3 separate regions of the Mus musculus genome follow, and all the other regions are linked to region 3. A link is a contact called in public HiChIP or PLAC-seq data. All regions are on one chromosome and are shown on one strand. Each heading gives the region's core, a stretch centred on a gene start, on an enhancer-like site or on the middle of the called end of the contact. The rest is flanking DNA. Distances are from core to core; before and after follow the strand shown. Region 1 holds the start of Abcc1 (ATP-binding cassette, sub-family C (CFTR/MRP), member 1). Region 2 holds the start of Mrtfb (myocardin related transcription factor B). Region 3 holds the start of Ntan1 (N-terminal Asn amidase).

Region 1 (4,008 bases), core at 1,234-3,733, 540 kb before region 3:
ACTCCCATCGATCTCCGGGAGTCCTTACAAGCCCTGCTTCGCTGATTCTGTGGGCTGTGCTCGCCTGGTGTCCTCACACCGGGCTTCTACAATCCTTCCTCCCCATCTTCTGTGGTTCCTCAAGTCCCACCTAATATTTGGTTGTAGGTCTCTGCATCTGCTCCCATCTGAAGGGAAACAGGAGCAGATCTGGGGAAGATGGGGATGTGAAGGGAGGAACAAGGAGGGGAGGAGGGAGGGGAAGCTGCAGTTGGGATACAATACAATACATGAGAGAAGGCTAGACCACGAACACTGATAAGACCATGGCCGCAGCCCAGAAGGGCTGTTCTATAGAAACTGAGCACAGTAAACAATGAAACAACTCAAGATGGTGAGGTCTAGAATGGCAGGGTGTGGCAGCGGTATAGATATGCTGGTGCAAAGCCACCTACTTTAGTTTATTGTTCTTTGAAGCAGTCTTGCTCTAGCACAGCTGGCCTGAATTTCACTTCTCCTGCCTCAGCTTTCCCAATGGTGTGATTACAGATAGGTGCACACCAGGCCAACCAACCCACTCTGTTTTGTGTTTGGATTCTCTAGCTACACATAAGTTCTTGCTTGCCAGTGGCCCTCTCACCCATTCTGATTCCAGGACTCCAGAAACAGGGTGTCCATCAAGCCTAGACCAGTGAGAGAGAAGAGGGGCCGAAAGGAAATCTGCAAGATGAGACTTAAGGGAGGATGGGAAGCTGCCTAAGGGGAAGGCCAGCCACCACTACTGCCAAACACAATCCATCCATCTTCATTTTCTGTGGCAAAAAGTTCCAAGAAGGAAAGAACACCAAGTCAGGCTTCTTGGGTAGGCTTTTTAGCATATTAGAAGCTAGAGAATACCTCCCAACATTTCCTAGTCATCACTGCGCAACAATAGGATACATCCAGATGTGAACTGGTGAGAGGCTTGAGGACCTCAGAACCCACACTGTGGAAAGAGAGTTCCACACAAGTCTGATGTGCGCATGTGCCATGGTATGCATACACTCAAACATACACACACACACAATATATGTATGTGTGTGTTATATATATGCAAAAATAAAATATGCAAACTGGTAGAAAATCTAATGTCTACTTCCCCTCCACCATAAGAGAAAAAAGAAATTCAGGAAATACTCCAGCACCCATGTTAGTGACCCAGATCCCCCTGAGTTCTTGCAAAATAACCTCGTTGTCTCTACACTTGGCACAAGGGTAGAGGACACACAGTGTTCCTGTGTGGCAAACAGGCACCTATCTCTTGCAGACTCCCGAATGTAAATCACAAGCTCTGTTTCCAGCTCTGGAGAAACCTCCAACCTCTTGGCTTTAAAATGAACCATTTATCCAAGTATGGTAAGTTTCTCAACCAAAATTGGCACCCTCCTCACCCAAAAGTCTCCCAGGGGGCCTTCAGGGGTCATCATTCCTAATGCAGTCTATCACGGAGGTACCACAAAACAGAACAAATACTTGTGGGCGCTAACCATCAGCTGCTAAGAAACAGGGATGTTTTTCTTGTTTCTCAAACAAAAAGAAAAGTCATTGTGTCCAGGGTTTCCTATTGTAGTCACTAATAATCAGGACAATGTGATGCAGGAGTGTTCTGGAATAACAGGCAAATCGCATTACAGGAACAGCATTACAGGAACACGAAATACACAAGCACTGGAGATTAGAGCAGTCAGCCAGGGAACCCAGCCTAGGATCATTTCACAAGAAAGCTACCTGGAGAGGGCCTGAAGTCCCCGGGACATCCCCAGAGCAGCGGAGTCTCTCTGACTCAGAGTAGAAGGCACTCTCCTGGTTACAGAGTCCAGGGCATTTTCCACTGCACCCCAAACCTACAAAAAGAGACAGAAAGGCCCTTCTCCCCTCTCTTGGCTTTTCCTTATTTCCTTAAAGTTCCCTGATAGCATTTAGGCAGAAAGGAGAGAGGATGAGAAAAAAAAACATGAAGCCAGAGTAAACGAGAGGTAAAACAAACAGTGGGGAACCCCAACACAAGCGATGGGAAGTCCCTTTCTAGAGTCTGGGCTCCTGCACGGTGCTCTATGATAGTGTGTGCGCGGTAAACGGAGATCCTACCCCCACAAAACACAGAAAATCCCCAATTTGCTGCCTCCAGATCTGGCGTCCCTTCCCGATGGCAGAACCCCAAAGCACAGAGGCACCTCCCCGCACACACCCAGCTCTCCCGGAACCCGGTCCCCAGAGTAAGAGAGCGGCGGCTACGCCGGGGCCCGGGTGGCGAATCCCCGCGTAAGCAGAGCAGGGCTCCGGCTAGGGGAGCAGCTGGGTCCGCGCGTCCCAGCGTCCCCCCACGTCCTCCGAGTCCCCGGTCGCCCCCGCGCCGTCCCCCGCGGCCCACCACCTTACCCAGAGTGGATCGGAGCCATCAGCGCTGCAGAAGCTGCGCAGCGCCATGCGGGCGGCCGGCTGAGCGAGGAGGCGCAGCGCCGCGCGGTTGGCCCGCGTCACCGGGATGCAGCCCCGCCCCACCCCGCCCCGCCCCGCGCGTGGGAGCGAGCACGGCCACGAGTTGCCCTGGCCTGGGCCTGCAGGCCTCGTCTGCAGCTCCCACTCACTGGCGGCTCCTAAAGCCGACACGGCCCGGAAGAACCCCGCACTGGGCCCTCCACACCTGGGCTTCATCCCAGGTGACCCTAACTGTACCGCTGGCCCCCCGCTGCGGGAGAACGCTCGGTGCTTGCGTGATTTTAGGGCTTTTTCCTTCAGTTGCACCTGGAGGGATATGGATGTGAGCTCCCAAGAAAGGAAAGAGAACAGATAAGGAAACTGAGGCTCAGAAAGGTGAGGAAATTCGCTCAGAGTCCCTCAACGAGTAGAAGTGTAGTTCGTTTGAATCAGGAGCCCTATGAATCCATTCTAAACACTGAGATCTCCATCCTGAACACCAGTTTGCCACCCCTCCTCCATGGTCTGCAAAGCACCCTGGGAATTTCTCCCATTCTGAGTGCAGCCAGGAAATAACTCATTTCCTTATTACTTGGTATGAGGAATTTGGGGACAGGGTTTCATATAATAACTAAATCTGGCCTCTAAAGCACTATGTAGTAGAGGATGAATGACCCTGAACTTGTGAGCCCCTCTGCCTCCATTTTTTTTTTTTTTTTTTTTAAGACAGACTGAAGTTTCTCTATGAAGCCCCTGGCTGTCCTGGAACTCAATTTGTAAACCAGGCTGGCCTCGAACTCAGAGATCTGCCTGCCTCTGTCTCCCAAGCTCTGGGATTAAAGGTGTGCATCACCTTTCCTCCACTTCTTATTACCCCAGCCACCTGGGGCGCTGACAACAAAACCCAGGCTTCCTCCTAGGTTTTGTTGTCAGCAGGAACCACTCCACCAGCTGAGCTATGTATACCCCTGAAAAAATATTTTAATTTAAAAAGTAATAAAGAAAATGAGTAAGATAAACAATTTTTGAAGGTCAACCACAAGTCAGGTCCCCCTCAGTATGAATAAGAGTTTGGTGGTGGTGGTGGTGGTGGTGGTGGTGGTGGTGGAGGTGGTGGTTGTAGTAACAGCATTTACTTCTATGTGTGTATGTGTGTGGGTGTGTATATAAACTTGTGCTTGTGGAGGTCAGGACAGCCTGGGAGAGTTGTTTTTTGTGGAACTTTGTGGATTCCAGGGAGCTAACTCAAGTCATCAGGCTTGGCAGGAAGTTTCTTTACCTCTGTGAATAAGTTTTTTAAAGATAATTACTTTCAGGTAACAATTCTCAATGCACTGTTACCCATATTTATTGAGCATCTGCTGTATAGCAGGAGTCTTGCTAGGCTCTAGCAAGCTAGCAGCTGGAATATGCTCAGATCTGACAGACGGGAAAGTGGAGCTGTATTTTCATGTGTTTTAGTGATAAGGCAACAGATCTTAATGACATGCTTTCATAATCGGAAAGTGTATTTGAAACTGTTGCAAGATCCAGGAAGGGGATAAAGAGGATCAAGGGGGCCAGGCCTGCTCA
Region 2 (4,314 bases), core at 235-2,734, 560 kb after region 3:
CTCGAAAACACCCACCACCCTGCCCCAATTATGTAGTCCAACAAGGTGAAGGAAAGGGAACTGTGTGAACTTCCACAGCACATTACACCTGCATCTACTAGACACACATGGAGCATACTGCCAAGTGCAACAATTTCAATCTTCTATTTCCTTATTACTAACAATAAGCATGAGGGATTTTGTGTACTCCATTAAATGTAGAGAACTCGGGCTTTGTATTGGTTACAATGTAGCCTGGAATACAGCATCCCTGGAGGGCTGTATTATCTGAGCCTAACCAGAGACAGGCTGTGATTTATCTTGCACGCTGTCAGTCAGCCTACATTGTTTTTCTCATTAGCATCAATTACCCCAAGTAACACGGTTTTATCTCAGGTCCCAATCTTTGTTCCTGACTTTGAGACTCACTGTCCCACAAGTGCATGCGTACATACGTGAGTGTGTGTCTCCAAACATACTCACTAGCCGCAGGGTCCGTGATATTACGTCCTACCTAGCTGGGTGTCTGGGCTGCACTAACGCCATAGCACGTATTTCTTCTTCACATCTAAAGGAGAGCACTCTACTGACCTTGGATCACGTATAGGAAGATATAGTATGAACTTCGTGTCAGGGTGGCAAACATTTGCCACAGAACCAAAAGTTAGGAACTTCACAACCGCTCATCCTAAGAGTGCGATCTCAAGCTTCAGAAAAGAATCAAACTTTTCAAAGTTTCTTTGCCTGAGGCAAACCTTGAGCTATCCTCGTGGCCTGAGACCCTACACCCGCCGCACCCCTCGTCACTGTCACACCGCGTCTGCTCATACACAGGGCCAAAGGGTAGCTTCTGAACACTGAGAACTAGGCAAAGTTTCAGGGACAGAACAAAAGCGGTGGAAAACTTTCTCCCTGGAAACCCGGAACGCTGCGTGCGTGCAATTTCGGGAGGGCTTGCAGACACACCCTCTGCAGCCCCGCGGGGACCCCAGGGGAAGAGCCGCGAGCAGGGCTGGGGAGGAGGATGGAAGGTGAGTCCGGGGCGTGGGCCGTCCCCATCCCACCACGTCCCCGTCGAGTGGCTCCGGCCAAGGCGCTGCTGCACCTCACTGCAGTTCCAGCGTGGGAGCGCGCAAGCGAAGCGCCTGGTACCAACTCCAGGCTGCCCGGGAAGATCGGGCCGCGGCCGCACACAGGGGACCCCCGACGAGGGAAGCCCGGACCCGGTAGCCCCGAGACCGCGGCCGCCCCGCCCCGCCCCGCCCCGCGCGAGTCCCGGGACAGCGCGCACCCGGAGGCGCCGCAGCAACCTCGAGGGGCCACCGAGGACGCGGGCCTTCCGTCCGTCCCTCTCCCGGGGCCCGGCCTCGCCCTCCGCAGCTCTCCCCTGCCTCAGTCCCAACGGCCGCCTCGCACCCGCTCGCCGCTCACCTCCCCGGCCGCTGCCGCCGCCGCCGCCACCGCTGCCGCAGCTACCACCGGATCTCGCGAGACTTCGCTCCGCCCCCGTGCTTACCCTCCTCCCGTCTGAAGGCACGGAGCCCGTCCTGGAAGCTCCAGGTAGCGCCGAGCCGACTCCCGGAGGTTTACACCCTGCTTCCCTTCTCCCACCCGGCATCCGCCCTCGCCCCTGACCCGGAAAAGTTAAAACCCAGGTGCGAGGCCGCCCGCTCCCGCCGCGCTCTCACCTGGCTGCCCCGGGGCGCATGCGCAGCTGGGCTGCGGAGCTGGGAGCTCTTTGGTTGCTGCCTAAGCTCTGGCTGCTCCCAGTCAGATAGATGGTCAGTCAGTGCCGGCTACCCTAGCAAGCAAACAGCTCATGCTGCCTCACTAAGTGCATTCTTGCCGCCTCCCCATTCCAGAAGGAGGTTGCAGCGGACGAGCAGACCGGCCTGTGGAGTCGGTGCGTTTCTGATGCCACACCCGCACCTGTAGGAACCCCTCCTCTTGAGCCCTGCCTCACTCTCCACCCCTCTGTAGTTCTTCCGAGTGGAAGAAGTGACCCCAATAGGGGGTCTGTTGCAACCCATCTTAATGCAACTAGACAAGAGAACGCTTTTCACACTTTCTCCAACTCTGTAGAGCCCTAAAAGCAAAATATGTTCGAAAACAGTGGGAGAACCCAGGATAGAATGGTTCATGGACATAGAGCCAGGGCATTCGTGGAGTTAGGTCAGCTGTTCGGGGCCACAGGGGGTCGCATATCAGATTCTGTGTATCATTTACATTGATTCATAACAGCAAAATAACTTTATGGTTGGGGGATCACCACAACATGAGGAACTGTATTAAAGGGTCCCAGCATTAGGAAGGCTGAGAACCACTGCATTACGGTGTGACTTCTTCCCAAAAGAAAACTTAAGAGTAATTGCTTCTAAGGAAGAGAGGCTGGCATAGTGAGATGCACTAAAGTGGGTACCCATAACCTCGTGCCTTAGAGTTTTACTGCTGTAAACAGAAAATTGCCATGACCAAGGCAACTCTTATAAGGACATTTAATTGGGGCTGGCTTACGGGTTCAGAGGTTAAGTCCGTTATCATTAAGGCAGGAACATGGCAGCAACCAGGCAGATATGGTACAGAAAGAGTTGAGAGTTCTACAGCTTCATCTGAAGGCTGCTAGGAGAAGAATGGCTTCCAGGCAGCTAGGGTGAGAGCCTTAAAGCCCATGCCCACAGTGACACACCTACTCCAACAAGGCCACATCTTCTAATAGTGCCACTCCCTGGGCAGAGCATATACGAACCATCACACTTCCGAAGCCTGCAATAAAGAAAATACCCATATGGTCTTAGTAACACAGTATTTGAATTTGCATGACTCTAGGGCCTGGCACTGCCTTGTGACAAGGTCTTTGTCTTAGTTTGAGTTTCTATTGCTGTGAAGAGACATTATGACAACTCTTATAAAGGAAAACATTTAATTGGAGCTGGCTTACAGTTCAGAGGTTTAGTATAGTATAGTCATGATGGGAAACATGGCAAAGTGTGGGAAGACATGGTATTGGAGAGGCAGCTGAGAGTTCTACATCTGGATTTTCAGGCAGCAGGAAGAGAGATTGAGCCACTGAGCGTGGCTTGAGCTTTTCAAAACTCATAGCCCACCTCAGTGACACACTTCCTCCAAGGCCACAGCTCCTAATAGTGCCATACCCTGTGGGCCTATGGGGGCCATTTTTATTCAGTCTTGTTTTGTATATTCCTGTGAGCTGGCCCCTCTGTGACAGCTTCTGCAGAATCAAGAGCCTGGAAGGTTCTATCTCATCCCTGAAAACTGCACTGAGGCCTGCTAAGCTAACCCATCCTGATGATCTCATAGTGTCAACAAATGTGGGTCCAGACCTTCCTTACCTGTGCTGCCTGGAAACCACTCCTCTTACAGAGACCGAACATATAGATGTTGAACGTGATGATGTAGCCCAATAAAATGGGGTGTGGATGAAGAAAGGAAATCCCAGACCTCCATAGGCAGGTTCTCCAGGGAAAGAACCAACAGATACCCTATAGATGCATGAGAGGACTTACCATGGATGCTAAGACCCACAATATGCTGCCAGCAAGACTAGCAATGATGGAAGACGCGACAAGTTCAAGTTCAAAGGCCTGAGAACCAGAATTGCTGACGATATAACTCTCAGTTTTAGGCTGAAGGCCCAAGAAAAAGGAAGGAGTTGGGAGGGAACTGGCCACGTCTCAGAGTCTGAGAATCAGAGCCTTTGAATGTCTCCTGGTGAAGGACAGAAGACTGGTGTCCCTGGCTCTACAAGACTGTACCAGTTTGTCTTCAGCTCTTAAGGCTTACTCGGCCCACTGAGGCAAGTCTTTTCCAGGCCTGCCTCACATTGTCACACACCTCAGTGGAAGTAGGTGTTGTTTCTTTTTCACAGATAAATTCAACAAGAGTCTAGACAATGAGTGGACTTGCCTAAGGACACGCAATTGGTGAGCGGCAGTTAAGAATCCCATTCTAGGTCATTGACTCCAAACCTACAAACCCTGCTTTGGTGACCTACAAATTCTTTCCTATTCTACTGTACATTCCTATTATATGTAAAGGCATGCACATGCCTAGTGTATGTAAAGGCATATACTGCTAATACTAGCACCCAGGTCTATCCCTGGGATCCACATGATGGAAGGAGAAAACTGACCCATACAAGTTGTCTCTGACCTCCCATCCTACAAATTTCCTGAGATCAAGATTTCAACATAAAGTTTTACATGTTTCTCTCTGGAACCATACTGTCAGTGGTCTCATTGAAAATAAGGCCATAAATAGACTTCGCAGGATGAACTAAGCTAACATACACGGTGCATTTGTAAAAGTATACTAGCC
Region 3 (4,217 bases), core at 1,182-3,681:
ATACATGAGTGTGTGGAAGGCCAGCCTGGGCTATAGAGTGAAACTGTATCAGAAAAACCAAACCAAACTAAACAAGACAATATATAGTATGCTGTCATTCAAAAAGTAGATCATGAGTGGAGAGGGGAACTGCAGTCAGGATGTAATAATATATAAGAGAATAAATAAGAGAATAATTTTCTTATAACTTTTTTTTTCTTTTTGGTTTTTCCAGACAGGGTTTCTCTGTATAGCCCTGGCTGTCCTGGAACTCACTTTGCAGACCAGGCTGGCCTCAAACTTCAGAAATCCGCCTGCCTCTTCCTCCTGAGTGCTGAAATTAAAGGCGTGCGCCACCACGCCCAGCTGAGAATAATTTTTTTTAATGTATCATGATGGGCACATTGGATAATAACTCTAATCACAGTATCACTGAAGTAAGAGGTCTCAAGGCATTCACGGTCAGCTTGTCTCTCTGAAATAGAAAAGGAGGACAGGGCTCACACAGAGAGGATGCTGCAGTAGTTAAAACTGCTGTGGGAAACCTACCAGAAGTGGGGTCCCAGCACTCACAAGCCAAGACTCCCACACATGACTGTAACCCCAACTCTGAGGTGCGTGAGGCAAGAGGATGGCTAGGGCTTGCTCCATCCCAGCCTAGCTAAGACACATATTCAGGGAGAGACCGTGACTCAAAGGAATTACACACAGTGGAGAGACAGGTGCTTGATGCCACCTTCTGGCCTCCCTGTGCACACACATACACACTCACCTATGTGCGCATACATTCACACAGATAAGTACAGAAAGATCAGCATGTGCTAGTGCACATCTTTAACGCCAGCATGTGGGATGAAGGAGAGAGAAGAGCTCTTAGAGCCAGACGCCAGCCTACAGTGAGACTCCAGAGCAACACAGACCCTATCCCAAATCTTTTTAAACAGAAGATTGCCTAGCATATAAATAAAGTAGGGGAGGCAGAGGCAGGTAGATCTCAGAGTTTGAGGCCAGAATGGTCTACGGAACAAGTTCAGGACAGCCAAGGCTCCACAGAGAAATCCTGTCTCAAAAACAAAATTGAACCAAAACTTAGAAGAATGGTTGTGACCAAGGACCTGATTTTCTACTTTCCTCTACGGAGCCTTCACATCATCCCCTAAGGCAAGTGGGCCTGAAGTCCTCACTCCAACTGTTCCCCTGGCCTCTATGTGCAGCCCTCTTTGCCCTCCTCACTGGGGGCCTCCTTGGCCCCACTTCCCTGCTCTTGAAAACCAACTCTCCACTCTGCATCCTTTCTGGGCTGCGTCTCCCTAAATAAACCAAACCCTTGCTTCCGGAGACACCACCCTACATCACCTCGTCTCTGCCTCATGTAATGTGCTGCGTGGCCACTAAAACTACAAGTTTCAGACACAGGAGAGAGGCTCCTAAATCCTTGAAGTGCTGGAACTTTTCTTGTGTTATTTCTGGCTTCATCGACACAGTGTACAGTGCCTAGCCCGATTTGTAGGAGCCAGTATTAGGATCAGGCTGTCTTGAAATTCAAATTAACAGTCAGTCTCCCTGTCCCGTAGTTCTCAGGGGTCATTCTGCCCATTCACTTACCCAACAAATATTCGGTTAGCACAATGCCATCTGCTTTCAGGAAGCATTTGCTCCAGGAAGCAGATCCAGGGGAAGACAAAGCAAGTAAGCAGACAGAACCACAAACTCCACAGAGACGCAGTGCTTCACCTCTCAGAGGGAACGTGGGCATCTTTCCTTCAAGGCTATAACTGATTAGGAAACAGGTCCCGTCCTAGACTGTACTATGTGAGATCCATGGACGGGCTGAGTCCAAATTAGTATGTGGGATACTTGGTCATCACTGCCTTCACTATGAGCCCTCTTTCAGAAGTCCCCACAAGGAAAGAACAAGACTCCATCAGGGAGCAGTCCTCCCGGACCCAGCAACTTCCAAACGAATCCCTTATTTCTAGCTAAAAAATAATCCGCGCCCCTCTACGCCCTGGGGGGCAGGAATGAGCGCGCAAAGAACTGGGACCCCCGCCCACACCTTTCTGCAGCTGGGTAATGCGGGGATCCGCACGAGCGCCCCGACTTGCAGAGCCCGCCGAGTGTCCTCGCGCTGTGTACGCGCTGTGCGACCTTCCGTAAGTCACCTTAACCTCTCTGGGCCTCGTCTCACCAGGTCCCTAGTGAAAGCGCGTCGGCGGCCGGGCTGCGGAGTTCCCATCCGCCCCGAAAGCCCGGGTAGGTCGCTCACCTCCAGAGGCGGGTGCGCCCGGACCAGCTCCACAGCGGACCGTGGCAGACGGACGCGCTGCCCATCCACCAGCAGTGGCATCGTCTAGGCCGCCGCCAGGCCGAGTTAGGTGGCCACCGCCCCGCCCCGCCCCGCTCCGCTTCGCCCCGCCTCGGGGCATGCCACGCCCACCGTGGGCGCCGCGCCCACCGCGGACTCGGCCCGGATGTGTAGTCCAGGCGGACGTGGAGCAGCCCGAAGAGATCGAGGAGACGGAATAGCCCTTGGGCTGCAAGGCATCACGGGAGATGTAGTCCAAACTTTGTCGGCGTCCACTCACTACCCGTGTCCCTCCTGGCTGGTGCCAGCAGCTGTAGTCGCAGAGACTTGAGCATTAAGGACGCGGAAAGGAGAACCTCGAGGGTAGCCTCGCGCTTTGCGTCACCCAGCCCTGACCCCTGCCTCGGCCGAGTTGATTCGCAAAAGTTTATTCAGTCAACGTCCCTTTCAGCTGGCAGACGTAGTGCAGAAGGCGTGGGGAACCCGAGAATTGCGGCCCCAGCTAGCACCGCGGGGGCGTAAGCGCGGAAGAAACAGGGTCCTCACATATACCTGCTTTTGTTATATAACTCCTCCCCCTCACCCCCCACCCCCCAGTTATCCCGGATTGGTTAATGAAGGTGCCTACAGCCTGCAGCTGGGCAGAAGAGAAGTAGGAGGGGCTTGGGGTCTGACGCAGGGACCACAGGGAAGGAGAGCGGGAGTTTCTATTGGTGTACAATTCCACCAGGCTCAGGCCAAGAGCTACCCAGCAACAGCTTGTGTCATTGCCCGCTGCCCGCCAGGTGCAAGGCAAGTGTGACAGCAGCACCAGCATACAGAGGAGTCACTACCCCAGTTCTTTCACTCTCTATTCCCATGTGTTCTCAGGCAGCCTCTCTTCCCTCTCTTTGTCCTCCGCTTCTGCCCCTTTCTATATCCCTATTCATTTCATCTTTATATTTGATCTGTCTCAAGGTGTGATTCCTCAGGGGGATACCTTGACATGGGCCCGCCCACCGCATTATCCCGGAGCTTTATATTTCATAAGTTTCAGATAGGCTAGGAGGATGAACTGGAGCAATGAGGAAAGAGTCTGGAGCAAGATCATGAAAACACACGAAGCCCAAAGAACCTGACGATAAGAATTGGGGTCATGGGTGGGAGGTAGCCAGATTATCTTAAGAGGTTAACAGATCATTTAACTCCTCAGCTATTGAGGAGCTGCTTGGAATAAATCTTGTTTTCTCCGCGTGGTTAATGTTATGGAGACTAGCATGAGATAAAGAAATACAGTCGGGCAGTGGTGGAGTGGTGGCGCATGCCTTTAATCCCAGCACTTGGGAGGGAGAGAGGAGAGAGGAGAGAGAGAGGGGAGAGGGGAGAGGGGAGAGGGGAGAGGGGAGAGGGGAGAGGGAGAGGGAGGGAGAGGGAGAGGGAGAGAGAGAGGGAGGGAGAGAGAGAGAGAGAGAGAGAGAGAGAGAGAGAGAGAGAGAGAGGGAGAGAGAAATCCGGTTGCCAGATAAATCCGGTTTGAGGCCCTTATTTCTGCTGGTTTGGATCCTACCCATCATTATTTAGGCTTTAGTCTCATTCTGTGGTCTGACAAGTTTTTTTAGGTCTCATTGAGATCTCTTCTGGAGACAAGTTCCCCTTCAGAATGGTGCCATTGCCTTCTTCCAGCAGGAGATTCCTAGAGAAATTCACATTTCTTTGATTTTCTTTTATCTCCTTAATATTTATTTTCTCTCTTTGTTTGTCGAGACAGGGTTTCTCTGTATAGCCCTGGCTGTCCTGGAACTCACTCTGTAGACCAGGGTGGCCTCGAACTCGCCTGCCTCTGCCTCCCGAGTGCTGGGATTAAAGGCGTGCGCCACCACGCCCAGCTACAATTCTCATTCTTATACTGAGGTTAAGAACAACTTTTTTTTTTAAATTAGATATTTTTTTTCAT

Evidence for each region. HiChIP or PLAC-seq counts read pairs in DNA pulled down with a chosen protein or histone mark.
Region 1: an H3K27ac HiChIP or PLAC-seq map of embryonic stem cells shows a contact between it and region 3, with 2.7 times the contacts expected there. The contact joins the promoter of Abcc1 here to the promoter of Ntan1 in region 3. A contact is called at or near these places in 1 of 484 Hi-C or Micro-C datasets (muscle stem cells) and 3 of 115 datasets of contacts at active chromatin or transcription factors (bone marrow-derived macrophages, embryonic stem cells and pancreatic cancer cells).
Region 2: a contact with region 3 is called in an H3K27ac HiChIP or PLAC-seq map of microglia, with 7 times the contacts expected there. The contact joins the promoter of Mrtfb here to the promoter of Ntan1 in region 3. A contact is called at or near these places in 1 of 484 Hi-C or Micro-C datasets (regulatory T cells) and 1 of 115 datasets of contacts at active chromatin or transcription factors (microglia).

Annotation. Positions count from the first base shown.
Region 1 is chr16:14,360,033-14,364,040 of GRCm38.p6, reverse strand. Abcc1 (ATP-binding cassette, sub-family C (CFTR/MRP), member 1) reads right to left here and starts at 2,483. Exons shown (of 31, transcript NM_008576.3): 1 at 2,398-2,483. The coding sequence starts at 2,445.
Region 2 is chr16:13,253,651-13,257,964 of GRCm38.p6, reverse strand. Mrtfb (myocardin related transcription factor B) reads right to left here and starts at 1,484. Exons shown (of 17, transcript NM_001122667.2): 1 at 1,411-1,484.
Region 3 is chr16:13,817,465-13,821,681 of GRCm38.p6, reverse strand. It overlaps Ntan1 (N-terminal Asn amidase), which reads right to left and starts at 2,431. Exons shown (of 10, transcript NM_010946.4): 1 at 2,246-2,431. The coding sequence starts at 2,326.